Regions from separate parts of the Anas platyrhynchos genome. Here region 2 is linked to region 1. The links are chromatin contacts, called in public Hi-C maps. All regions are on one chromosome and are shown on one strand. Each heading gives the region's core, a stretch centred on a gene start, on an enhancer-like site or on the middle of the called end of the contact. The rest is flanking DNA. Distances are from core to core; before and after follow the strand shown.

The links. Hi-C and Micro-C count contacts between places; a contact is called where the count stands out from the background.
Region 2: a Hi-C map of subcutaneous adipose tissue shows a contact between it and region 1, with 6 times the contacts expected there. The contact joins the promoter of CCDC82 here to the enhancer-like site in region 1. A contact is called at or near these places in 2 of 8 Hi-C or Micro-C datasets (small yellow follicle and subcutaneous adipose tissue).

What each region holds. Positions count from the first base shown.
Region 1 is chr1:195,622,565-195,625,525 of IASCAAS_PekinDuck_T2T, forward strand. It overlaps MTMR2 (myotubularin related protein 2), which reads left to right. Exons shown (of 15, transcript XM_005012851.5): 15 at 1-1,957. The coding sequence ends at 108. It overlaps CEP57 (centrosomal protein 57), which reads right to left. Exons shown (of 11, transcript XM_027467722.3): 11 at 2,950-2,961. Among named protein-coding and RNA genes, the nearest start is that of CEP57, 18 kb to the right of the region's middle. Within about 2 kb of position 1,682, at least 2 of the 8 cell types and tissues checked have an H3K27ac peak or open chromatin away from gene starts, as enhancers often do. A contact at or near this core is called in subcutaneous adipose tissue, where this site is marked.
Region 2 is chr1:195,308,792-195,311,826 of IASCAAS_PekinDuck_T2T, forward strand. CCDC82 (coiled-coil domain containing 82) reads left to right here and starts at 1,626. Exons shown (of 8, transcript XM_072032766.1): 1 at 1,626-1,780; 2 at 2,290-2,842. The coding sequence starts at 2,297.

The DNA.
Region 1 (2,961 bases), core at 432-2,931:
AAGAAAGTGGAGGAACTGCAGCGAGAAATCACCAACCGCTCCACCTCATCCTCGGAGAGAGCTGGCTCTCCCGCACAGTGTGTCACCCCCGTGCAGACTGTTGTATAACACTGACTGTTTTTTTTTTTTTGCCAACTACCTTCCCAAGACCACCGGGACAGCTTTTCTGAAACCCTCCGGATTCCCATTACGGTGTCTGGGAGACACTGACCTATTTATTTATTTCTCTCCAGGATAATTTATTAGTACTGTAGCACTAGAGGAAGCTTAAGCAAAAACAGAGGAACAACCGAGGCCCCCTATGCAATTAACCTTCTCAGTGGCTAGGTGAGGATACAAGCTACTTGCACTTGCCACTTAAAAGAAACCCAGAACTCACTTGTGTTGGAAATCACTTTACTTTCAAAAAGGGACTGTGCGCTAGAACGAAGTACTATGTAGGAAAAATGTCTACTCAGGAGTTTGAAAAAGCTCCCCTTTGCTAAAGGCTTTGAATCTTTGTCAGAGCCTTGAATACACCTGTGTGAAGTCATGAAAGTGTGGTACTAACACCTGCATAGCAGTGCAAGGGGGTTTGCCAACACACTAAGAGTAGTGCTAGAAGCCAGAACATACCAGTTATTTTTCCTTTGACCTAGATCTAGGAAGCCATGTAATGATGCCTTATTTAAGAAAGGGCATCTTCTACCCAGAGAAACAGTGGTAGAGGAGCAACCTCCATGACTTAACTTTATAGGACTATGTTTACTTCCATCTTGGCAACTAGATTTTTGCTCATGGTTTACATGGATCATGCCAGGGTATAAATTAAAGCACCTTTGTTCCTGAGGGATGGAGCAGAGCAAGGCTCCCTCGGTGCTTCCTGCAGCTCTTTGTTCTCCAGTGCCTCAGCCACAGCAGGAGGAAGGTGGGGGGATGCCCAGGGGCACACAAACTGCTGGGAGCAGTCATTTCATTTTGCTTGGCTAAGTGTAATTAGCAGCATTTGTGCTTCTGTGCAGGCTCATAGTGGCATATTTAACAGAAAATTGAGTTATTTAACTAATAGAAGCAACCGTATCAACCAAAGAAGCCTTTTTGCCTACACTGCAACTGGTACTTCACACCACTCTGGTAGACTAAACAGCTTAGCTGGTTTCTGAGCCCTAGCATTGAAGTCTTTTTCCTCATAGCACCCTTCAAGAATTAGTGACACCTGACTAAACTTAAGTACAAATTCAGTTTTAATACAAACTTTTATTTTAGAAGTAGTGATGAAAAACATTTGGTGAAACCACACGTGCTCCATTGCTTCTCAGACACAGAAATAAGGGGCTGTAGGTGGTAGGGCTGACACTGTCACAGCACATCTGCAAGGATCTTCATTCACTCCAGGCTGCTTCTCACCTCTGCAAGGAAGGAAATCATGCATGGCTTGGGCTGGGTCCCTGTGCTGCTCATACAACAGGGTCCCACAGTGTGGGCTGCTGCTTAATCTGCTCATCAGCATGCTTTTACTCTTAGCCTTTCTCCCAAGATCAGTATTTTTGAGAGGGTAGAAGAGTGGACAACTCACAGATAAGGAATTGCCTTCCAAAAGCCACATTCCACCTAAGGAATGACTTCCAGCTGCAGTCTATTTCTACCTGCTCTGCTGCAATCAGCATCTCAGTACTCTGAGGGAAATCCACTGCCACCTTCTGACAGAATGACTAACAGCTCGTGTAGCACTACTGCGGTTGTACAGGGTGGGCTGAGTTCATGGCTTAACAGTGCACAGAACCCCCACAAAATAGCTTCTGAAGGACTTGAATTTGCTTTAAGGTTGAAGGGCAGACGTGCTCTTATGTACAATCACTCTAAGACAGCTCATAGCATTATTGTCTATTAGCTAATTGGCTGTGTGTATATGTTGCTTTGTTTTTTTTAAATGAAGGCTGTTTGGTTTCTTTGACACTAATAAAAATAGCTAAATGGATTAAGTTCTTCTTGGGCTCATCTTTTCAGCTCCATGGTTAGCAAAACCAAAAGGTGTAGGCATGTGAACAAGAATAGCACTGACCTTAGCATGTCAAATTCAAATCTTACTCCTCCTTACTCATGCAGCTGGGGTTTGCAAAATGCTCTCCAACTCTGAAATTTAGAATCACAGGGAAACAACTGCTCTTCGGACAAGTTTCTCTTACCCTGTACACACCACTTTTAGCACAGATACAGTACATGGCTGCATAGTGGTACAAAAACATTCCTAGAATTAAAAACCTATTTCTGCAATTTATAGTGCTTTAGCACAGGAACTTCTGTGAAAGAGGAATGTTCACATTTCCTCATGGAACTCACGTTAAGTCCAGCTTCAGCAGGATAATTTGGGATCAACAGCTCAGGGCTTACCCCCTGACACTCCCATTCCCAGTAGGATCAACTCCAACCTCTGCAGTGCACAGTGACTGAGGTACCTATGGAGCCTGAAATACTCCTAAGCCCTAGCTTGTTTAATACAGCCTGAGGTAACGCTGACACCAGCCTTCCTCCAGCCATCCTTTCCAAGGAAAATCAATGATTATAACCTCAGCTACAGATTTCAGGCCCCTCCAGGAAGAATTTCAGCTACCCAGAGCCCATGTCCCCAGCCCCAGTGAAGTTCAGGAGGCTGGCACCAGGTGTAGTAGACAGCTCCTGACTTCTCACAGCTAAAACCTCCTCTGCCTCAGATGCAAGGAGATGACCAGGGTGCATCACCTAGAGATAATTCAACTCAAATTTGAACTCAAATCACTTCCACCAGACTCAGTCTGACCTGCATTGACCCTACAGCCATCTCTGCTTGTTTGGCTACACCAGGGTGGACAACTGACCTCACCTTACCCGCAGTTTGCTTGCTCACACCACCAAGACCACACACTAGAAGGGGCACAGCGCTGCTGCAAACACTCAGCCAGTTCAGAGGAACCGCAGCTTTCCCACACTCCATTCAACAGGCAA
Region 2 (3,035 bases), core at 376-2,875, 310 kb before region 1:
CCCAGCTGAGAGCAGTGCCCTTGCTCAGCAGTTGTGTGTGTGCTCCTAAGTTGTTATTACAAAGAAAAAGAGCTCTGCATGGAGCTGATAGCTCTCTCCTCAAGCACCGGCTCTAGGAGGACATCTGTATGTCACCTAGCTGCTGATTTTTCACTGAAGGGAACCACAGAGCAGCAGGCATCATACCCAAATTATGATTTACGGTTGTCAAATAAAGTGTTGTTTTCTTCCAGGGCAGCCCATGGAGGACAGTTGGCTGGCAGAGGATTTCCAAAGCACAAGCACCATTGGGATTTCAGCTGTGGGTGGGTCACAGCCTGGTGACCCCAAACCTCCCCATAATTGCAGCTTCAACAACCTCTGTTCTCATGTCCCCCGACAGTTGGGAATAGAACATGTGAAAATTACCAGGTTTTGCTCACAAAACAGCAGATAGTAGTGTACAGCTGCGAAGAAGCTGCTTTCCCAGGGAAGCCTTTGTACAGGTCTTAGTGACCTGCCAATGACACCAAGCTCTGTGGTGGGGTTGACGTGCTAAAGGGAAGGGATGCCATCCAGAGGGACCTGTACAGGCCTGAGAGGTGGGCCTGTGTGAACCTTGTGAGGTTCAGCGAGTCCAGGTGCAAGGTCCTGTATCTGGGTTGAGGCAATCCCAAGCACAAATATAGGCTGGGTGGAGAATGGATTGAGAGCAGCCCTGACAAGAAGGACTTGGGGGTGTTGGTGGATAAGAAGCTTGACACAGCTGTCAGTGCGCACTTGCAGCCTATAAGGCCAACCGTTATCCTGGGCTGCACCAAGAGCAGCGTGGTGAGGAAGTCGAGAGGGGGGGTTGTCCCCCTCTGCTCTGCTCTCCTGAAACCCCACCTGGAGCCCTGTGTTCAGCTCTGGGGCCCCCAGCACAAGAAGGACATGGAAGTGTTAGAACAAGTCCAGAGAAGGGCCACACGGATGATCAGAGGGGCTGGAGCACCTCTCCTGTGAAGACAGGCTGACAAGTTGGGGTTGTTCAGCCTGGAGAAGGGAAGGCTCTGGGGAGACCTTACAGCGGCCTGCCAGTACCTAAAGGGGGCTACAGGAAAGCTGGGGAGGGACTCCTTGTCAGGGGGTGTAGGGAGAGGACATGGGGGAATGGCTCTTAACTAAAAGAGGGTATGTTCAGATTAGACACTAGGAAGAAATGCTTTATTGTTGTAAGGGCGGTGAGGCCCTGGCCCAGGCTGCCCAGAGAAGCTGTGGGTGCCCCATCCCTGGAGGTGCTCAAGGCCAGGCTGGATGGGGCTTTGGGCAACCTGGGCTGGTGGGAGGTGTCCCTGCCCGTGGCAGGGGGGTGGAACTGGGTGGGCTTTAAGGTCCCTTCCAGTCCAAGCATTTTGTGATTCTATATGAATGATTCTACGACCTGCAGCTACCAGTGGCCGCCAGAATCCCTCTTGCCCCACGCCTAGCAAGCCCACAGAGCCTCAGAAACACAAATGCACCGAGCTGAACCGCGATCACAACCGAGCCACCATATCCCGGTGCTAACCCCGCCTGCTAGGCAGGGACCTGAGGGCGGGGGCAGGACTCGAACCCGCGGCCTCCGACTCTCCAACCTGCGAACCCTGGGCAAACCACGTGACAGCCCCGCCTCCCCCATGACCTGCCAGCACTTCCGTAAACATGCCGGGGGCTGAGTGACAGGCCGCGGCAGCCAATCGGAGTGCGCGGAGCGCGGGGTGTGGGCGGTGACCTCCCTTCGGCCGCCCGCGCGCGCACTGAGGCGCGGGAACCGCTCCCGGTAACTACCGGTGGGGTCGGGCCGCGACAGAGCGCGACATGCCGCGATATAGCGCGATATGGCGCGACAGGGCGCGACGAGGACCATCGGCCTGTGCCGTGGCGGCGGGGGGAGAGGGATGGGCCCCGTTGGGCCCGACCCGGCTCCCGTTGGGGCGCCCCAGCCCCACTGGGGGGGGGACAGGGCCCGGTGGGGACACCGGGGGAGGCCTGAGGTGGCAGGTCCGAGCACTCTGCCTCGGCCAGTGTGGGAGGGGGGGTATACTTAAAGGTTTTTTCAATTTTTTCGGGCTGGGTGGGGGTATTTGTGCTCCTGTGTGTGTTTTGAGGAAGGTGTGCGCTCCTCAGAAGTCCTGAGTGTGGTGTGGTGATGTTTTCTCCGTGTCTCACTAATGGTCTCGTTAAATACTATAATTTTACATGGTAAAATGTGCCAGATCGCCCTCATCCTTTGGGATAAGGTAACAGGTCCGTTGTCTCACCGGTGTGTATCGTGGTGTGTTGTCACAGCTTCCCGATGGAGGCCGCAGCAGGTGTCAGGAGGTACGAAACAAGAAACAAGACGGCCGGGACGGAGCTGTCAGCCAAATCCCGCGTGGACTGGAGGCGCACCAAGAGGGAGCGCCTGCTGTTTGACAGCGATGACGAATCCTCGCTTACCTCCGAGGAGGAAGAGTCCACGGAATCCACCGTGTCAGAGGATGGAGTGGGCGAAAAAGATGAAGCTGTTCTGAAGAATGGCTTTTTGGATCAGGAAGAGAAAATCCACAGCGGGGAAATAACAGATGATGAATGTGTTGTGCCTGGGAAGCGTAAGAGGTTGAACAGCTCGGTACTGCACGACAGCGATGAAAGCGAGGACAGTGATATCCTTGTTAGGAAAGTTTTTGCCAAACGCCACTGTATAATTAATGAAGATGAGAGTTCCCAAGAACAGCAGCCTGATAAAACCTGCCCTACGGAAAATGTTTCTACTAGCAGGAAACAGAAAGTGGTGGCAAAATTGAATGCTCTTGCAAGACAAAGAGCATCTCGGACATCTTCTGCAAGTGAAAATTGGGAGGTCTGAATTTTATCTTTGAGCTTCAGTTCCACCACTAAATGTAGGGGAAGATGGCAATTAATAGATACCAATCAGTAGGATTTTTTAATTTTGTTTTTTATTCATGACAAATCAGTAATCCTATCACATTTCAACAGTTGTCACGTGTTAACTAAATAACAGTTTTGAGTGCTGAAAACCTTTAGATCTAATT